Linked DNA regions of Gossypium hirsutum: region 1 is linked to region 2. The links are chromatin contacts, called in public Hi-C maps. All regions are on one chromosome and are shown on one strand. The core of a region is the stretch at or near the end of the contact, and the rest is flanking DNA. Distances in the headings are between cores, read along the strand shown. Region 1 holds the start of LOC107918067 (protein ASPARTIC PROTEASE IN GUARD CELL 1). Region 2 holds the start of LOC107918058 (photosystem I chlorophyll a/b-binding protein 5, chloroplastic).

Region 1 (6,199 bases), core at 1,254-3,753, 320 kb after region 2:
ACCACGGACCCTTTTGAGAGAATGAACTTCCCTTAGGATCTGCATTAACATAGCCAAATAATCATGAAGAACAGGTCTGAACATTACCATGCAGGTGTGCAAATGCTGATTTCTATGTTAATGAAGGTTAAACCTAAGGAACTTAAAACAGCTACAAGTAAGCTCAGATAAGATTTTGAGTTGTAGCAAGTACAAAACAGATTAATCATCGTTGCTGCCATAATTTTCAAGATGGAGGCAACTGACCAAGCAACGGTTCATGGAATGCTAAATCCCAAATGGCTAGACCACAATCAATCCCCAACAATCATAGAACACGTTAATTTTATTCAAGGCTTCCACAATAACTTAACAAATGCAAATAACTGTGAGTCAATTAACAATTTACTAGTACTTTATTTCTCCTTGAAAAGTGCCATGACCATTTTTCCAATAATAATTATAAAAATGGATCATATGTGTTTAAGGATAGTAATATGCAGAATAGACATGCTTCAAAATTCTGAAGTGAACAGGACCTGAAAATGACAAGTTCCAGAAGTTGGACAATCAAGCAGATCGTACCAACTTGTAAGTAGCATCCCCAAGTGCTAGGAAAGTAAAAAGCAGTTGTCATAAGGAATGGCTAGTTTATATCACTGTAACCCAGACATCTAGTTTATGACATTGTAACCGAGATATATTAATATGAATCTGCACTCACTTCTCCACAGATTGCTTGTCATATATTCATAAATGACAAAATGAGTAATCATCCATCTATTAGGGAACATGTAAATGCAACAAAACCCCATGCTTTTAAACCTCCAAGCAAAACCAAAAACTTCTTCTAAGCCTCAGACACTAATTCTGGCTACCACAAAGAAATACTAATCATAGAATAGAAATGAGAACTTGACTAGCAAACAAACTCAATTTATCACGAAGCTCAAAGCTATTAGATCTTACAGCATCACTAAATGCAACAAAAGCATCTTTTTGGAAGTAAGCATATGTGGTGCCACTGTCCAAAACTGTTCCATGCCTTCCATCAAAGACCCCAGTAGGTAGCTTCAATCGCTTACCAGCAACATGCATTTCCTTAAGCTCAATGTTATAGTAAGGGCTGTAGACATTCAAAAACTACAGTGAATGCGTAACAAGAACCAGATAAATTCCTAGGAAAAATGCATTAACAAATACAATACTGTAAAAGAAGGATACCTGCGGAAAGGGTCTGAATGGGAGAACACCATTTCAGGGGGAGGAGTGATTTTTCCAAGAACCATTGCACCTCCGCCAACATCCATCCCACCATAACACAAAGAAAATGAATCACCAATAACACTCTTATCAACAAGCTGATCCACAATACTAAGCTGGCCCCGACCCAAACCCATTATACCATCAGCCCGTTGGCTGTAAAGGTCACCTGTTTCCCTATTTTCACACCCAAAAACAGCACGCTGTGGCACAAGTTCACTTTCATTCCCAAAAGAAACAATATCCTCCCCAAGCACACCACTGCTGGAACTCATCTCAGCATACCGTCTATCATAAGTGCATTGCTTTTGCTCATCATCACAATTACAACTCGGATTGCATTTTACAGGTTGATAAGTGCTAGACAAATCTGGTTGGAACCTTGGATCCTGGATTGCAACAAGAGATCAATATTACCATAAAATCACCAGTTCCCCAAATTAATCTCTCTAACAGATCTGTAAATCAAGCAATTAGACAAAGATTCTAAAAAAAGCAGCAAAGCGTAACTCACTTCACTTTCTCATTCGAACGATAAAAATTGAAGACTCAAAATTCTCAATTTAACTTAATTAAAATTCTACTAAACTAATAATTCGCTAGTTTCAAATTGATCAAGTTAATAATCTCAATCTCAATTCAAACAAAGGCATCAAATTTCAAACTTGATTAATTATAATTAAGAACTAGGAAAGTTGAAGTGCACGAACTTGATAAGACAGAACCGAACCTGATGCTTGCCGCAATGCGCACAACTGGAGCAAGGAACGTAAGTTACAGTACTTCCGGTGTCGACGATAAGAGCAAATTCCTGAGGTGGCGTTCCAATCCACAACCGAGTAGTATAATAACTGGAAATTCAGAAAAAAAAACTCAATATTCGAAAAATCAAAAAGAGGAAAAAAAAAAACTAAACATTTTTTATAGGAGAGAGACCCGTTGGATAGGAGATCATCATAAAGTCTCATGCGAGCGTTTGGAGTGGAAGAAGAGAATCCCGATTGCTGCAGATGACGGCGGATATTGTCCAAGTGGCGCTGCTGGGAATGATTACGTGAGGTCAGTTGCAGAGGAAGGAGCATCGGCCGCGGATGATGATCTTTTGCGTCGACGGTGAAGAAATTGAAGCAGATCAGGGCACAAACAATAATGGACGAAGTTAGGTGAAGCAAAGTTCGAGCCATGGCGCGTTACTTTGGCTACAGATTGCGGTCAACGACGACAGACCACTGCAGACAAAGCACCCGATAGATTACAGTCCCTTTTGGAATGAAAATTGGTTCTTTTATTAGAGTTAGCAATGGGCGGGGCGGACCGGTTACTTTTTTACCCGCCCCGATATTCTTCCGTCTTATCCCTCTATTTGCAACATAAACCCAATCACATGTAAGTATAATTAAAATTTAACTTCAATTTTTTTAACTAATACATATTAAAAAACTATATTTTTTAAATTTAAATAAATTAATTAAATACTCTTCTAATACAAAATATTTAATAAACCTAATTAGAATAAATAATAAATATTTAATACATTTATAATCACAAAAAATAAATTAAGTATTATTATAAAACATTTTACAATTCATAAATCAACAACCATCATTTAAAAATTTTACTATAAGAGTTTATTATTTTTTAAATTAACATTATATATAATATTTTAATGGAATAATGATAAATTTAGCATTAAAAGTTACATTTTTTTGTCAATTTAATCCTTATTTTTTGAGTTAAATTTAGTTATTAATATTTCAAAAACAATTAAATTACTTTTTGTAACAAAAATGCTAAGTAAAACATTAATTTTTAATGACATTGGCATGACAACCCACATAACAATTTATATGTACTTCATGATGACACGACACTATTTTATCTTCTATGTCATATTAATAAGCAATTTAAAATTATAAAAAAATATTCAAAAAATAAAAATAAATTCAAAATTATAAAACGTTCAAAAAATTAGTATAATATATATAAATTGTCATGTAGAGAGCTATATTTAAAAAAGATAATGTTTTAGTTACTATTTTTGAAAAGTTGATGCACAAATTTAACTTATTTAAAAATATTGATAGTCAAATTTAACTTAGAAAAAAAAAAGAGCCAAATTGATAAACTATGTAAACATTAATGACTAAACTTGTCATTATACCTATTTTAAATAATAAAATTTTTTGCTGTTTTAAATAATAATTTTTTTTCTTTAAAAATTTTAAGGAACATATCATCACTATTATTTGATTTTTGAACATATTGTCACAAATAATAATTAATTCAAGATTATTTTAAATATTGAAATTTTTATTCTTAACTTATATGGATCATAATAGAAATTATAAAAATTAAATATTTATATTATTTTGTTTTTACTTTCTTAAACATAGTATTTCTAAAGGTTAACATATGTTGTTAGCCCCTATATTTTGATAAAATTTGAGATTTAGTCCTTATACTTTAAAAGTGAGAGAATTCAATCATACTATTTTTTTCAATTTAATAATCCTAGTCTAATCATGATTGCCGTTTGTAGTTTCAATTAAAATTTGTCAATGTAACATGTTAACTTTTTGTCAATCATATGTCGCGTCTTATGCGAGCAACTTAACAAATATGTCAAATTGACAATTTTTTATTGAAAATACTTATAATACTTACAATTTTAATGATTGGATTGAGATTTTTAAATCAAGAAAATATGAGTTAATTTTTAACTTTTTAAGTTAAGGACTAAATATCAAATTTTGTCAAAATATGAGGACTAATAGCATATTTTAACCATTTCTAAAATGTTACAAATTTTGTACAATTTTTTTAAAAAATTAATATATTTTAATTGATATTGTTAGGCCATCGAGATCTATAAAAATAGAATCTACTTGAAAATATGAGATCAGTAGAAAGTGACAAGTAAGGTTGTATCTAGAGATCGGTAATAATTTTATTTCTTAAACAAAAACAAATAAAGTGAATAAAAGAGAGGTTTTTATAAAATAAAAAATAATTCAAATTAAAAACTAAAAGAAAGAATACAATAATTAAAAGTTTTAGGAAAATCAATGATAAAAGGCTATAGCCAAATGTAAAATCTCCATTTGATTTATAGATTCAACCATCAACGCAAGGATGTCTACAGTGCCTTTAGTTCTAGTTGCTGACTCAGCACCAAATAACTAATCTCTCCTTACTTGTTGAATAACCAAGAGACAACTCGTTTGAAATTACTTCCTTAACCAATAAATAATTTTGTAGCTCAGCGTCCAAGATTTAACTTACTAGCAGCATTAAGAACCAGAGTGGTCTAATTTTAACCAACAAACTCACCTCAACGAAATTTATTTAAGTTAGATCACACATCCACACCATATAATCATAAACTATGACAAACAATTTATGCAATTCGCCACTAGTATTAGAATGAATTAAATAATTACAAATTTAATTATTTTAACTGATAAGGAAACCCTTCTAAGCTATTAATATTGACCAAGTATTTAACAAACCTCAACAATTGTAATTATAAAAGAAGATGCATGAATAGTAAAAAAAAGAAAAAGAAAAAAATCCATTGTGGACAAATACTCCAAGTACCACATGTAAGTTTATGTTCGAGGCCATGAATTTAACTTCGATCCTGATGTCTATAATAACTTTCTTCAGCATCCTGATATAAGAGGAAAATGCACCAAGAAGCTTGACAAGATAGCCAATGAAATAACTAGTGGTGTGGCTACTTGTTGGCTTGAAAATGACATTATTTCATCGACTAAAGTGACTATGAAGTACATTGTGTTACAAAAGGTTGTTGTAATAAATTGGATCTCCTTAAAGCACAAATCTCCTGTTAAATGGAGTTAGGAAGGCTACTTTATAAGATTGGGAAAAAGGGTCTTTTTCAATCTGGGCAAGCAAGTGATTGCAAATACTGAATCGTCTGCAACAAGGGAATTCTTACCTACTCCCTTCCCTCTTCTGTAACACCCCTTATCTAGCCCAGTTGCTGGACTCGAGTTACGGAATGCTACAACAAACATCAGAATATCCACACACAAATTATAACAATCAATTCAAATATAATTAATCAAATTAATCAATATTCATGCATAATAGAAGTTATTAGTAAAGCAGAGACTAAATTGAGCATACAAACACAGTTTAATAAATTCAAGCAAGATTATGGGCCAATCTGAAAAATTTTCCAAAACTTGGAACTAGGTATCGATACGAAAGAAACAAGTCCCAATATTTTTATAAAAGGTATCAATACCAAAAACAAGTATTGGTACCATTTTAGCATTCTGCCATTTTCAAAACACTATTCATTTGGTCAAGTATCGATACCTTGGTCCCTGTTATCGATACTTTTATCCAGGTGGTCAAAATCACAAATTATTGAAGTTCATTGCATGCCCAAATCTATATCTTAGCTCATGGGTACATATAGGCACACAAATATCCTGCAAAGAACTCATTCAATCTAGTACAAACTAGCAACCAATTAAAAATATTCAATTCAAACCAAATCATAATTTATAATAATCATCCTAAGTGCTTAACTAATATGCCACAACTGGCACCTCAATTCATATATCAAAATCAACCAATTATCACATTATTAATACCAATATGCCTTTAAGGCCCCACAACAAGTTCAACCTTTTTAATAACAACAAAAAGAGCACACATGCATATATATATATATTAATTGAATAAACCTTAAATGACACTTTCACTATCATCTAACTAAATATCAAATAGTCATTCAAACAACATTAAACTTAACTTCTTAAATATGCATCATTATTATCAACATCATTTAAACCATAACTTAAGCACATATATTACCTTTACACACATATTCCTTGGCACATTACCTAATCATCATTTAAGCAAATAATCATACTGGCCAAACTACTTAACTAAATACCATTTTCATGAACATTACCATCAC
Region 2 (6,301 bases), core at 2,457-4,956:
CCTGGAGAAAGCACAAAATGAAGAGAATCAGGCAAGACAAGACTCTGTACTCGCTATGCTCAGAGCGGAGGAGATGGAACAAGGGATTGGTGATGAGGCTAGTGTTGCAGCAAAGCAACAGCTTGAGGTTGCTAAAGCTAGGCATGCTGCTGCTGTTGTGGAGCTGGAATCTGTTAACGAAGAGTTGGAAACATTAAGAAAGGGATATGCTTCTATGGTGACTGAGCGAGATATAGCCATTAAGGAAGCTGAAGAGGCCAAATCTTCTTCAAAAGAGGTTGAGAGGACAGTGGAAGGAATGACTATAGATATGATGGCCACAAAGGAGTCTTTAGAGTCTGCACAGGCTACCCATGTGGGGGCTGAAGAGAAAGGAATTGTAGCGGCCATGGCCAGAGACCAAGATACTCACTATTGGGAGAAGGAACTAAAACAGGCTGAAGAGGAGCTCCAGAGACTCAATCAGCAAATCCAATCAGAAAAAGACATGAAACCAAAGCTAGACATTGCTTCAGCACTGCTACTTGATTTGAAAGCTGAATTAGCTGCTTATATGGAATCTAAGTCCAAGTTGGAAAATAATGGATACCTCAGCGATGCGTCACAGACACCAGAGAATAGAACTCACACTGATATACCAGCTGCGGTTGCTTCAGCAAAGAAGGAACTTGAAGAGGTGAAGCTCAAAATAGAAAAAGCAACTACAGAAGTGGATTCTTTGAAGGTGATTGCTGTTTCATTGGAATCAGAGCTTGAAAAGGAAAAGTCTGCTCTTGCCTCCATGAAGCAAAGAGAAAGCATGAAAGAAAAAGAGGCCAGAGATAAAATGGTGGAGCTAACCAAACTACTGCAGCAGGCAGCACAAGAGGCTGATGAGGCCAAGTCGGTTGTTGAAATGGCTAATCAAGAGCTAAGCAAATTAAAGGAAGAGGCTGAGCAAGCAAAGGCTGGAGCAGGTACCTTGGAGAGTAGATTACTTGCAGTTGAAAAGGAGATAGCGGCAGTTAAGGCTTCAAAGGAGTCAGCTTTAGTTGCTATCGAAACATTGCAAGACATCAATAATGTGGATTCATCAGATAGTGTAGTTCTTTCCTTAGAAGAGTACTATGACCTTAGAAAACGTGCATATGAGGTAGAGGAACAGGCCAGCATGATCGCGGCAGCTACCGTTTCTCAAATCGAGGAAGCTAAGCAATCCCAGTCAAGAAGCTTGGTAAAGCTGGAAGAAGTAAATCGAGAGATGGCTGAAAGAAAGAAAGCACTAGAAATAGCTTTGGAGAAGGCTGAGAAGGCCAAGGAAGGGAAGTTAGGTGTAGAACAGGAATTGAGACAATGGAGGGCTAAACATGAGAAGCGCCGAAAGGCTTCTGGATCAAGTCATGGAGGAAACCCTCCAAGGTCAAGTTTTGAGGGAAAGAGACAAAGTAATAAGGTTGAACCTGTAACCATGTCTCCTTCCAGCACTCTGGATACCTCCAAGGCAATCTATGGGCATAACAAAGAATCTGAATCATCCCCAGAGACAGTGGTTGTAAAGAAAAAGAAAAAGTCACTCTTCCCCAAGATTTTCATGTTCTTCTCCAGAAAAAAGGCAAGCTTTTCAAAAACCAAGTCCAAAACCTAGTAAACTTCTTGGGTATTGTGATTTCACCTCTCTTCTTTTTCTTTTCTTGGTTGTTAAGGTGGCCATTAATGTTCATCAAAGGGTTTACTCTCAGTGTAAATTCTATTGATTCGTTGATGTATGATAAAGTTGAGGATATATTCTTGCTTACTGAGAAGGGTTGTATGGCTGGAGAATCTTAAGAATAAAGGTGGTTCTATTCTCTATTGGCTTTGATATAAACTGAAGTTCATTATGAATGAAAAACAACTTTGTCTTCTTTGCCTTATTCATAATCATGTTAATTTTAAGAAGTTAATAACCCATACATAGGGTAATTTGTGTATATGTATTGCTCGTTTATTTTTTCTGTTAACTATGTAAACATAAACCTGAAATAAATGATCCATCGTGTTAAAATTGTTATATTATATTCATTAATCTATTTTCGTGTTTATTACATATGTCATGTTTAAAAGTAATTGGTTTACAAGTTTTAACTCGATTGGTATTGATATTGTTGTTAGTATTCCATTTTTGTGAAAGCCCTGTTTGGATGCCATTGTTTACCAGCTTTAGGCCTTGAAATCATAAATCTTCTATTGCTTACAGCAGTTGAACAAAGAATAAATGGTAATAAAAATGGGGAAGTAGGAGTAATTTACATTTGCATCAAAGTATAAGCCAATGGCAAAAGTGAAGAAGACAGACCCGCATTTGGTTTTGAGGTTCAAGAAGTAGAGTTAGCAAGGGTTTGAATGATGGTCTTTTGCCATGGATTTGAAAGGTGCTCTACAAGGTTATCAATTGGACCTGCATGTGTCACATAAGCTTGCACAAAGATGCCTAGCATGGCTATCATCGCCAGTCTTCCTGCATTGGACACCTGGTTTCAGAACAAAATGAAAACACACACACACACACAATAATGATGGAGGAAATAGGCAAAGCAGACCATTTTTTATCTCTTTCAGCTTCCATTCATGAGCATTTTTAATATCTTTGGCCAGACCAAGTGGATTTAGCAGTGGACCTCCAGGGTAGCTGTTCACCATGAAAACAAAAAAGTCTCTTTAAGTTTGATTTCCATTTTTAGAGATTCAAGCAGCTAATGGGATATGATTGTCTAAGGATCCTCAAAAACATACCCAGGTTCTAAACCCTCCAGTGCAGCTTCCAATCCAAAGAAAGATCCTTCTTTGGCTTGAGAACCTGGATTAATGAAATCCATGTATCTTTTAGTTTCAGCAAACCTGTCCTCATCAACATCAAACCAAGCAATTAGTCTATATACAAAATGCATATTTTTTTACTAACTAGATAAGAAAATTGTGGCGTATATAGTATCTACCCCATTAAAAGAAACTGAACAACAATCAAAGTTCTTGTGCTGGCAAATTCAAATTTCACTGCACCAGCTTCATACCAAACTGGTAAATTGCTGATCCCTGTAACGCGTAGTAACTGCAAAATATAAAGTGAATAAGTTCCACCAAGCCCCAATAACAGTAATCCATGGAAGAATCACTTACATCAGTGAATAGAATTCCAGCAACTCCAGCCATGGCAAAGCGAGCATGGACCAACTCTGCCTGAACATACCATTTCAAGCTCTTGGGATCTTCTCCTAGGCCAAGAGGGTCAAACCCATAATCACCAGCCAAACTGGATTTACGAAACAACAAAAAGAAGGTCAAAAACTGAAACCAGTGTAAATTCTATTATTGTGTAGGGAACTTCATATGGAACACTTGCTCACGTTCCATCCAAATATGGCGGAGGGTCAAGTCCAGGGAGCCATGTTGGTCGCTGCTGAGCTTGAACTGCAACTTGTGCATAACGCTGAGGGGCAAAAGTAGACCAAAATGTGGTTGCTGAGCCCAACGAGGGTTTGTATATTTTGTTGTGAAATGTGGGTGAAGAAGAATAAGAACAAGGTTGAACAAGGAAGCCTCTTCCAACCGCAACCGCCATTGTTGTGTTGATTGTTTCCTTATTTTCCTCTTCTTTCTTCTTTTGTATTTCTTTTTATGTTTGCTTATCAGTAAATCTTATTGGAGGCATTTATGGCGTCCACGTCATCATTAAAAAATTATTACAGTTAAATATATAGAAAATGGCACCATATGTGGAAAACATGATAACACAGACCCACTCGCCCCTTCCTAGCCATTGGGTTTGGATATATGGATTATTGGACCTATTGAAAGATATCAACCAGCATAGCCATTCACTTTTGAACCCATAACTGCTACCTTTACAACTAAATAAAACTATAGTAACAACAATTAACTAGCAAAAGGGAGATCATTACAGTAGTAGTGTTGTCAGATACACATGCAAGCCAGCTTAATCTAACAAGGAAAATAACAATTGAGAAAAGAAAAATACAGTTGAGAAGCTCTACAAATGCAGCAGCGACTTCTTTGGTAAAATTCGGAAAATTACAAATTAGGGAAGAGTGGTAGTGGAACAAATAACTGCCTGCTTGAAATGCTGAACGAACGGACTTTTAGAGGGGTGGCAACAACTAGTGGGGTTTCATGAGAGTCAGTGACTGCAAACTTATCATGCACGAAACGATTGTCAACAATGTAGTCATCCGTAAGGACTCTAACAGCTCTTCAAACCCTCGTGAATATGGTAGCATGTGTGAGATCCGTTTTTCACCTGTTGGAAGTCCCATATTACACTAAACTTGCCTACCGTTCCGACTAGATGGTGCTCTTGCTTCCTGTTCTTGGTGACCTGTGTCATGCAGCAACACAAATGATTAGAAGTTTTCATTTGTGAAACGAAGAAAATGTTGGAAAGAACAACAACCTGAGACCTAAAAGGGGAGAGGAACTGTTGCAAGCACTATGTACGCTATCTATTAAGTGACAATGGAGTCTTTCCGTACTCTATAGTCCTTTCCACCCTCCTCAATCCTCATGCCATTCATCATCCTTTAGTAGTGGCACTCGATGAAACTTGAACTGAAAAAACTTGATTAAAGAACTTTTAAGGATAGAGATGGCATAAAAGGCATGTTGATTGTATGTTGCAGAGGTAATTAGATTTCCAGGGAATAAAGTGGCCTAGCCGCTTTAATATTGATATTTAACCAAGTTGGACAAAGGAATGCAACAAAATGAGAAGTGTGTAGACCTCAAAACCAAGTTCACAAATCAAGCGTGAGGAGAATCTTCAAAATCATGTTAATGATTCAGCATATTAGACAACTGAGGCAACAAATCCAAATATCATGTTTCCACCAGGGGACAATGAAATTGATGCAACATGTGCAATTGGAACACGCAAACTGGATCAGTTTTTAGATCCTTAACCTCGGAGTTCACATAAAATAACATACTGGATCAATGCTGCAAGTAACATATCAAAAAATAATGCAATCCGAAGGAACCAAAATTCAAAAGGATATCAAACAACTCCAGCTAGCTATTCAAAATTTAAAAAAACAAAAAAGACACTGTTAATATTCTGCCAAATAAGCACTTCCTTCAAGATTAGATGGCCAATTAGTAATACCTACATCATGTATATTAAATGCAGCTCAGCAGCTAAAAGCACAAGCAATAGGAAGTTAAAACCTGAATAAGAGTATATGCATGCTTACCCATGAAAGCTGAGCATTTTTGAACTTGTAATTGGCCCCTGCTAAATGTGAATCCAGGGGAGTTAGCTTCAACAAACGTGGAGCTCTATCCTGTTCCCCAAACACCCACTAAAACCTGTCTTTGTCTTTCCATCCTTGTTGCCAAAAAGGGTGCAAATAAGGATCAAATAGGTACCAGTTGATCCTAATACTTCCCATCAAACGTAACACAAACATGAGTCCTGGGAAACCCAAGGCCAGGAAAAGTTGTTCTTGCCTGTCTCATAGAATTGGTTGAATAAAACTGAATCTTCCCATTGAGAGATCCAACAACAGTAGAGCATTCCGAGGGCTTGCAAAGCATTGGAAGTTAGTCCCTCTTGGATGCTGATGATGCACTTATACCCAATAACTAGTAGCAAGATTCTGAACCATCCCATTTTGGTCTAGTGTATCCACCAGCAAATCCTATTGTCATAAAAATGCGGTTTCTGACGGGTTCCAATTGTGATCCCTTGCTATCATTTCTGATATACCTCATTGAAATATCAGCCCCATCTTTCCCGAACTTCCATTCAGTAACAATCTTTCTGGTCTCAATATCCAGCTGATAAAGCCCTGTTGTGCGAGGCTTCCGAATCCCCGATCTTAGAACTCATTAGAAGCACATTCATCTCAGCTTTCATAAGAAGCACCTTTTTTGACATCAAATGCACCAAATACAAAGAACTCTTTGGATTCCCATGATCGTAACTTACATAAACACCTTTGCCATGAATCCCATTTGCAAAATTCTTAACTTGGACACCAGAATCACCAACCAAGAAACTATGATCCAATACCCCCAAAGCCAAGCTTTGTATCCCTTCATATGCCACCTCCTCAGACTCCTCGAAGATCCTGATTTGCCGTCACTGGGTCGTAGATTGGGAAACTCTCAAGGAAGCATCCTCAGCATCTTCCCAGATAGAATCATCAGCTGCTTCAGGCATTTCCCAACCAGTAAAATTTGCCCCATAAACTTTAACCATGTTAGCATCATCAGACTCAAACCCATGTGTATTCTCAAACAAACAATCATTAAACTTTCTAACAAAGAT

Evidence for each region. Hi-C and Micro-C count contacts between places; a contact is called where the count stands out from the background.
Region 1: a Hi-C map of leaf shows a contact between it and region 2, with 2.2 times the contacts expected there. The contact joins the promoter of LOC107918067 here to the promoter of LOC107918058 in region 2. A contact is called at or near these places in 7 of 34 Hi-C or Micro-C datasets (callus, hypocotyl, leaf and 1 more).

The regions. Positions count from the first base shown.
Region 1 is chrA01:27,191,144-27,197,342 of Gossypium_hirsutum_v2.1, forward strand. LOC107918067 (protein ASPARTIC PROTEASE IN GUARD CELL 1) reads right to left here and starts at 2,504. Exons shown (of 14, transcript XR_001689901.2): 1 at 2,179-2,504; 2 at 1,973-2,093; 3 at 1,204-1,631; 4 at 949-1,105; 5 at 1-39.
Region 2 is chrA01:26,865,524-26,871,824 of Gossypium_hirsutum_v2.1, forward strand. It overlaps LOC107918058 (photosystem I chlorophyll a/b-binding protein 5, chloroplastic), which reads right to left and starts at 3,707. Exons shown (of 6, transcript XM_016847561.2): 1 at 3,363-3,707; 2 at 3,136-3,268; 3 at 2,955-3,067; 4 at 2,752-2,856; 5 at 2,559-2,647; 6 at 2,219-2,476. The coding sequence starts at 3,577. The coding sequence ends at 2,334. LOC107917399 (protein WEAK CHLOROPLAST MOVEMENT UNDER BLUE LIGHT 1) reads left to right here. Exons shown (of 4, transcript XM_016846754.2): 4 at 1-2,029. The coding sequence ends at 1,624. It also overlaps the pseudogene LOC107918057 and the pseudogene LOC107917032.